Linked DNA regions of Rattus norvegicus: regions 1 and 3 are each linked to region 2. Evidence: chromatin contacts called from public Hi-C data. All regions are on one chromosome and are shown on one strand. The core of a region is the stretch at or near the end of the contact, and the rest is flanking DNA. Distances in the headings are between cores, read along the strand shown. Region 1 overlaps Me3 (malic enzyme 3). Region 2 overlaps Me3 (malic enzyme 3). Region 3 has its middle 17 kb from the start of Prss23.

The links. A called contact is a pair of places that touch in the nucleus more often than the background predicts.
Region 1: a contact with region 2 is called in a Hi-C map of the A7r5 cell line, with 3 times the contacts expected there. The contact joins two enhancer-like sites. A contact is called at or near these places in 3 of 12 Hi-C or Micro-C datasets (the A7r5 cell line and liver).
Region 3: a Hi-C map of the A7r5 cell line shows a contact between it and region 2, with 5 times the contacts expected there. The contact joins two enhancer-like sites. A contact is called at or near these places in 4 of 12 Hi-C or Micro-C datasets (the A7r5 cell line, Schwann cells, frontal cortex and 1 more).

The regions. Positions count from the first base shown.
Region 1 is chr1:153,123,478-153,126,326 of GRCr8, reverse strand. All of the region lies in intron 8 of Me3 (malic enzyme 3), which reads right to left. Among named protein-coding and RNA genes, the nearest start is that of Ccdc81, 79 kb to the left of the region's middle. Within about 2 kb of position 1,311, at least 30 of the 93 cell types and tissues checked have an H3K27ac peak or open chromatin away from gene starts, as enhancers often do. A contact at or near this core is called in the A7r5 cell line and liver, where this site is marked.
Region 2 is chr1:152,988,030-152,990,729 of GRCr8, reverse strand. The region is part of intron 2 of Me3 (malic enzyme 3); the gene reads right to left. Among named protein-coding and RNA genes, the nearest start is that of Me3, 43 kb to the right of the region's middle. Within about 2 kb of position 1,394, at least 18 of the 93 cell types and tissues checked have an H3K27ac peak or open chromatin away from gene starts, as enhancers often do. A contact at or near this core is called in the A7r5 cell line and liver, where this site is marked.
Region 3 is chr1:152,805,706-152,808,405 of GRCr8, reverse strand. No RefSeq gene overlaps it. Among named protein-coding and RNA genes, the nearest start is that of Prss23, 17 kb to the left of the region's middle. Within about 2 kb of position 1,450, at least 7 of the 93 cell types and tissues checked have an H3K27ac peak or open chromatin away from gene starts, as enhancers often do.

The DNA of each region.
Region 1 (2,849 bases), core at 62-2,561, 140 kb before region 2:
TGTTGCATGTTCAGAACCAAGGCTGCACAGTAACCCTACAATGCAAGACAGGCTGGCACTGCCAGATCACTTCAGAAAAGTGTAGAAAAGCATGGCGCCCAGGTCTCCCTCTTCATCAGGCTTTAGTAGCATTGTGCTCACACCTTCTCTTCATTTTCCTGAACACTCTACTTGGGTCTCAATACCCCTTCCTCCTCTCCATACTTGTGCACTCAGAATATTAGTATTAGGGGCTGGAGAGATGGCTCAGTGGTTAAGAGCACTGACTGCTCTTCCAGAGGTCCCGAGTTCAATTCCCAGCAACTGCATGGTGGCTCACAACCATCTGTAATAGAGATCGAATGCCTCTTCTGGTGTGTCTGAAGACAGCAACAGTGTACTCACATACATAAAATAAATAAATAAACCTTTTAAAGAATATTAGTACTGGGACCATGGACTAGAACTGCTGAGTGGCTATTCCTGTACACCTTACCCCACACCTACCCCAGAATTAGCACAACATGGGTAATTCTGAAGATAGCAGTGAAATGGCTTAGATTTCAACTATAGTAGTAAGTGCTAGCTTGAGAGGAACATACAGGCTGATCTGATACTTGCTGATCTTTAGTCATGGCTGCTAAATCGTTTCAGAGGAAGGGTAAAGAGTGCTTTTAGAACATATACCACTGGCTAGAATCACAGAGCAGAAAAGTGAGGATTCAGAGACAGACGCATCTCAGTCCGATGTCTGTTAACTATTCTGGCTTATACACTGAAACTTGAAAGCACCAAAGGGTACCAGGCTTAGAGGCATGCAGTTCTGTGGTCCCAAACAGTAGAAAGGCAGGGAGAGCAGAAAGATCACCTCAAGCTCAAGATAGACTGAGCTACACAGTGACACCCTATCTTGAAAACAAACAAAAAAGCCAAACAAATTGTGAAGAGGTGACCTGGCACACAAGCATTCTTCCAGGTCATGGGTCCTCGAAGACTTCAAAGGGCTAGAGGGTAAGGCCGGTCTGTGTCCTAGAGTTGATGTTTGTTGTTCCTCAGTCACACTATATGATTAGCTTACAGTGGAGGACAGTGCCCAAGGTCACTCAGTCAGCAGCATTCTGTACCTGACTTCTTTCGTGCAAGCTGTCCTTCCCAAGGTCAAAATTAGTCTGTCTGCAGCATGACCGTCCTCACTGCCTTTCCCCTTTCCTGTCTTTCTCTTCTCCCCCAGCAGCAGGGATGTTCCCAGCTGAAACAACAAAAGTCACCTGAGCCTCTGCTATTCCAAAATTCCTGAAGAGGCCACCAGTGGTGACTCAGAGTTGGCAGCCCTGTTCACCAAGAACCAGCCAGCCTGGCCTGGGCTGAGGGTTCTTGTGAGCCAGAGCTGGGGTGAGGACAAAGGAGACAAACAAAAGGAAGTCTTTTTTGTGCTGTGGCTCCAGACTTCAAGCCCATGGGTCCCATGGGGTCTGTGATTCAGACGATACAAACAAGGTGCTTGGCGTTCATGCACAGTAGAGCGCATTGGAAGCTCAGCCTGGGGGGCTCTTGAGGACTTGGGTTCTATCTTTTTCTGTTCCACTGACATAAAAGGCAGGACTTATGCTGAAAGCAGGCAGAATGGTTCTAGCTTAATTTCCATGGGGGCCACTTTGTTCCAGTCCTTTCAGTATATGGGTCACAGGCAGATTGAGACTATTCCCATGTTTTGCAGGGATGGATGATGCCTGTCTAAGCTTGTGGTTGTGTGGACAGAGGCAAAGAAGGCTACTGAGGCTCAGTATAGATCTCAAATCCTCAACTAACCCCACCAGGAGCTCAGTCCAGGACAGGAGTAGAATGAATGGACACATCCCTACCCTGAGAGGGTAGCCTTCAGCAGGACAGGACTGAGTTAGGGATTTTCTGCAGCTGAGGCTCTGTTTGCATCAGTGAAGGCAACATGTCTTCCCTTGAAGGAAGATGTGGGTAGATCTCCATGACAACCTCCTCACATTTTGATTAGTTATATCACCTACATACTGGGCTGTGATTCACTCAAGGCTGAGATGATCTTAGAGAGATTCCATCATTCTTTTTCTGACTACCAGTCTTCTCAGGAGTTCTAAATTCGTGATGTAGTCTTAATTTCTGAGAAAAAAATTAGGAAATTTCTATCTCATTTATGCATGTGTGTGTGTGTGTGTGTGTGTGTGTGTGTGTGTGTATGTGTGTGTGTGTGTGTACCAGAACAATGAATTTAAACAAATGAATTGATTTAATTAAAAACTTGTTCATTCCTATGCAATTATGCATATGTGTATAGGTGTCCAACATCTTAGTATGAGCACATGTGTGGTGAATTTGCATGATGATCAGAAAAGAGAGGCTGCAAGGCAGGGACCAGCATGGACTTTCTCCAGGGATAGGTAGGATGGCGAGCATGTTTGCACATGCAAACATGCATCTACTCTTACTACAATATGCCCATCATTGTGTTGAGAACTGGGGATCAAAAACAAGTAAGCCATGATTCCTGACTCCAAAAGCTGATCTTTTAGTGAGAGGCAGAGACTGGAACAGAAGTATCTAGAGTTCACTGGCTTGGATATGATGCACTTTAAAAAAGCTCACATGTTGAAATATTGGCCCTTGTTGGTAGATCCAATCATTGAGAGGTGATTGGATCCAGAGAGTCTTGATTCATCAACGAGCTTATTGATGGACTCAGAATTTTAGGGTGATGCTAGAAATGGTGAAAATTAGGAAGTAGGGCTTGATTGGAGAAAATGGTCGCCAGGGGAGTACATTTCCGGGATGTATCTGGTCCTGAGACCCTTTTGCTCTTTTCTCATTATTTCCTGTTGCCATTGGGCAACTAGCTCTGC
Region 2 (2,700 bases), core at 145-2,644:
TTGAGCAGTGAGGCCTCACGGTTGTGAAGGATAAGGAAACACTGATACCATCACAGACATCACAGTGAAATACATTGTGGTCTTCTGCATGGAGTCCTGGAACAGAAAAATAGTGGGAAATGATTGAAATCCAATTAAAGGCTGGATTTTATTCAACAATAATAGGGCAACATCACTTTCTTACATTAGTTTCAACAAGTATATCAGGGAAATGTTATATCCTCAGGAGTCTTGAGGAGGGGTGAGCTCTCTGTACTATGTATGTGGACAAGTTCTCTATAAATCTAAAATACTCTGAATTTTTTAAAAGATGAAGAACAAGAACCCTGTAGTCTAGCTTGGTTTTTAGTCTTGAAGCTGGCATTTTCTATGGTTGACTAGCCTTGGACAATTACGCCTTTGAGTTTCAGTTCACCTATTATATACAAAAGAATAACTTCCATTATAACAGCAATGCTGTGACTATAATTAGTATTATGACAAGCACAGATAAATGCTCATTTGTTTCGTTTGAGAGTGCCTCTTTCCAGTTCTTAGTTTCTTTATGGTAACTAAGAATTTATGAAATAGAAATGCAGGATTATGTAAAAAGTAGAAAAATTAAAAAGCCTCATTACAATTCTAGGATCAACATAAAGAATCCATTAGTAGAATCTGGAAATGGAAACTGATGTGAGATTTGGGGGTCATTACTTTATTTTTCTATGTAGTCATTGGGTCTTTTCGGAAAAGTAGGTGTAGCAAGAGCATGCAAGATTCTGGAGAGATCCCCATATTCTAGCCCCAGCGGCCCAAACACAAAACTTAACAAATGCCCATTGTAAGACATGGAAATTCTTTCATTTGTGTTGCTCAGAACAAACAATCTGTCCGAGCACTGAAAATGGCCTGTGCTTGGCCTCTATCCAAAGGCAAATTATTTTAGTATGAAAGTCTAAGGAAAATAATTTAACCACAAGCTATGTGAGCAGGAAAGAAAAAAATAACCAATGAGCAAAGAAAAACACACTTTGGCTTTCTCACATACACAGCTCCCCTTTCTGGGCGCTAAACTGTAGCACGGATCTGCAACTTGATCTCAAAGTTACACTCTAAATGATGAAGGCTAAAAAATTCTAAGGTTTGATATTAAACTATAGTAGAAGCCTATGAGTGGGTATTGGTGAAGCAAATTATTTAATAGCACCAAACCTAGAGGACATGGCATGGGTGACTTTTCCTGGGCGAGGTCTATTTTTTATTCACCCTGGAGAAGACAATAACAGACCAAAAAATACTTTTGTCTAGGACCACGCTGGCGAACCAGTGGGTTTACTGGCATTTCTTACAAGAGCCCTGGTGACTTGGGCGAGTACATCACCAGAAAGCCCCGCCCCCTGCATCGGGTGACAGATCGGTGACCATTCATGAGAGCTGCATGACTGGAGTTCCTTGTACACCTTTCATGCAGCTACACTACTGAAAAGTCTCCTCCCACAGTAGGGTATTGCTCATGTCACCTCTGAAAAGGGCCTCGTGAGTCTTCTGGGTTTCATAAGCTTCCCACGTCTCCCCAGGAGGGAGTGGTCCAATCTGGTGGAAACGGCTACAAGAAAGGGCTTGAGTTCAGATCCGCTTACAGGATACGGCATCACAGACTGTGCAATACATATCACATAGCTCCAGATTCCTCATTCTAAAAATTGTACTACACAGGAAGATCGTAAACAGTTAGTACAAAGGTTAAATGAGGTAATACATGTGAAGAACATTCCTGCCAAGTTCTCATAGAGGTCGCAATGCAGATACACCAGGGGCAGGGGAGATGGCTCAGTAGGTAAGAGCATGCGCTCAACATCTTACAGGTGTTGAGTTCAGTTCCCAGCACTCACATCAGCAGATCCATCTCCAATAAATCCAGTAAATCCAACAAACATGCCAATAAATCAAGCTCCAGGGGATCCAGCACCCTCTTCTGGCTTCCACATGCACCTGTGTTCTTGTGAAAATATCTATATACACATACACAGTATGTATTTTTTCAAATTAAAAGAAAAAAACCATAAGAATGAGTGAGGTTTAAGTCTGACTTGTCGTTGATCTGACCAAACGCAGGCCTTTGTCAACAACTTGCAATCTTTTTCACAGAAATAGCTATTCATATGACAGTGTATAGAATAACATTGAACCTGCAGCCTGAATTATTACACCGAGGGATGAACATGTGGCATTGATTAAAGCTTCTTTTCGGCTGCAAAATTTGACCTTGCTTTTCGATGTGATCCGCTTGGGAAGCAGAGAGAAGGAAGGGTGTGGACTGAGCATCATGCATTAATTAGGGGCAGCAAATTCATCTTCTGGGTATGAGCCTGATTAGCTAATTAGTGTTCTTCCAGCTATGAGAACAAAAGGGATCCATAGCAACAACTCATTTACCCGGGGAATGAGGTTTTTCATGGAACTAAATTTTCTGATATAATTAGATGGCTTTGAAAGTGCGAAGTTTTGGTATTTTGGGATAAAAACTGAAAACTAAGATCGGCTATCTATTTCCTATTCCAGATTGCAAACATCTGTCTTATCTTCCCTTGAATCAGTGGCCCTGAGCACGGTATCTGGAGTTTACCAGCTGTTTGGTAACTGCTTTATTGAAGTGAAGTGTATGACTCACGTTCCTGACCTTAAGCAGAGGGAATAGATATGATCAGCCTTATCATTAAG
Region 3 (2,700 bases), core at 201-2,700, 180 kb after region 2:
TAATCGTGTCTGCTCCCTCAGCACATCTTACAGGCAGTCAGGGCAATTGATTGCTTAGTGGCCTGTCCCCCAAATATATCCAATATCTTGATCAACTTTCTTCTCCATTGCTCTCTAGACTCATACAGTCTGGCTTTCAGCCATCTGTACCGAACACACCTGTGCTTTTTATCTTCGGTCATTGGCCAAGCTCTCTCCTCCCCTTAGCTTGCACTTTTCCATATCTCCAGTTATTTAATGACTTATCCAGCAAATATTCAACAGTGGGTACTAGTCACCCTCATCTTCATCCCAGAACCTCAGAGAGGACGTTACACATCTGTGTGTTCAAGATTCTTATGTGTCACTGTAGTAAAGGCACTGCCCTCCTTTCCCAAGGCTCAGGAATCACTTTCTCTACAGAAATATCTTGGCATCAGTGAAATGTAGTCACCACTTTGTGAGTTAAACAGCTGAGTCTCTCCCATTTACTTTAATAAACCTCCCAGTTTGTGTCCAGTCTCATTGCTGCATTTCCTTTCTTGGATTTATTAATGCTGATTCTATATCCAGTTCCCCGATGGGGGAAAAAAAAACCCGCCATGTTTGGCAAACCAGTGTGACCCAAGCGTGACTAATGTCCTCTGTGGATAAGCCATTCTGGGACACAGAACATTTTCCTTTTAAAATGACATGCTTTACTACTCCCAGATAATTGCCAGAGCAGTCAAACACAAAGATAGGAAATTCCACAAAAGTATCTCACTTTGCTTTCCCACTGTAAGAAAGATGTTTGTTGGTCAACTACAGTATAGTATCAGGAAGAATCAGTCTTTACTGATCGCCTTAATGGTGACTTTTCTTCTGTTCTGTAAAGTCTCTAGTGCCTCATGCTCCATGCTCTTGGAGTTCTTAAATATAGTAAAATGCCATCAAGACTTATTGGAGGAAAAAAGGGAATTTGACTTGAAAAAAAATCTAGGTTTTCATGAGAATTGTGGAAGAGAACAAAACATTGTGATCACACTTGAATCTATAAATCTGGGCATTAGCATGTGTAATCAGATTCCTTTCAGTTTATCTTTTACCCAACAGCCAGCGTTGGGTAGCTGCAAACTATTTGTCTGTCTGTATATCAGCACTAGCCAAGTGTGCTCCGATTTTCTTTACTCTCTGGTCACGTTAGGTGTACCATTAATTAAATTTCTTTCCAATTTGTGAGCGTTTAGAAGTTTTCCACTGCCCTGGAGAAGGGATTTAAATCAGGAGCATTGTCTTAGCACTGCAGTTTCTCCTGATAGCACAGTTCTGTTTAGAGAGCTGTTGTTTAGTGTTTCTGATCACTTAGGAGGAATTCCCAAGTCAAGAGTAACCTGGGGTTAAAGTCAACACTTTGAAATATCACCTTGTTCTGCTTACTGCGAGATCTCAGCTTTCTTTGGATGTTATAAAAAGCAACTTTTCTTGGCCGCTGCTGATTTTTTTCCCCCATTCTTGGGTTGCCCCCTAGTGGTTTCCTTGACTTATAGGCACGTTGATATCCTTCAACTCTCGGAGCTTAAAAGGAGCTTTCTGGTAGCTCTAAGTATTTGATATTAACTTTGTTTTTTCCACACCTCCTCTTGTTTACAAAGAGGACAGCTTCTCCCTTTTCCCTTGAAGGGAAAGTCAGCAATGTGCAAAGCAGTCCAGGCACATTATTTGTCACGATCACTGCATTCTACTGATCACAGTGAAATCCTTCCTAGAAGTTTCCACCGTGTTTTTGCCTCAGCGCTGTTTTCCACTTGCCTGGCATTCACTTTCTTTGTCAACATTGGCGTGATGCCAGGTAATCTAGGGGTGCAGGGATAACTTAAAGGCTGTGCTGCAGTTTGAAAATGCCAATTATATATGCTGAATACAGCTGGGCAGGAGTCCCATACTCCCATCCATAATAAATAAACAAGTTAGCACTCTTGGGGCCTGCAGTTGGTCCCGGACTTCTTGGCTCCATCTGGATATTGGAACTGTGACTTGTCCACGCCCAAGCACTTGAGTTCCATCCAAATGCCTTGGAAAGCCTTTGAGATCCTGTAGAAAATGAGTGAGAGACCTGATCAGTATCATACCTGGCTTTGTGCTGGATGCTGGGTCCTGGACATCTGTACCAGGAAACTCAGTGCAACAAACATTACTAATCTAAAAAAGTTATTGGCTAATTTGATAATGCCAAGAAGTTTTCAAAATTCAAAACTTTATTAAAAGATTTTTAAAGGAAAAAAGCTTGCTTTTATTAAAATCTAAATTGTAAGAGGACAGTTGATACCACAAACTGATAATCTTTCCAGGAACACAGTGACTACAGAATTGAATTAGAGACTTCTCCCAGCAAGGTTTGAGTACAGGGGAGGGAGAGATTGCTTTGTGGTTAGGAGCACCTGATGCTCTTGACAAGGACAATGGTCCAAGTCCCAATGCTCACATCAGCCAATTCTAAATGGCTAACAATCATCTGTAACTCCAGTTCCATAGGATTCAGCACCCTCTTCTGGCCTCTATGGGCATCTGTATGGATATGGTGCGCATACATACACTCTGGTAAGTACATACACACAAAATTAAAAAATAGAATAAGTATAAAGGAATCAGAAGATTAAAAGTACACCAAGTGGATCAAGGATCTCCACAAAAAAACAGGATACGCTATCTAATAGAAGAGAAAGTGGGAAAGAGTCTCAA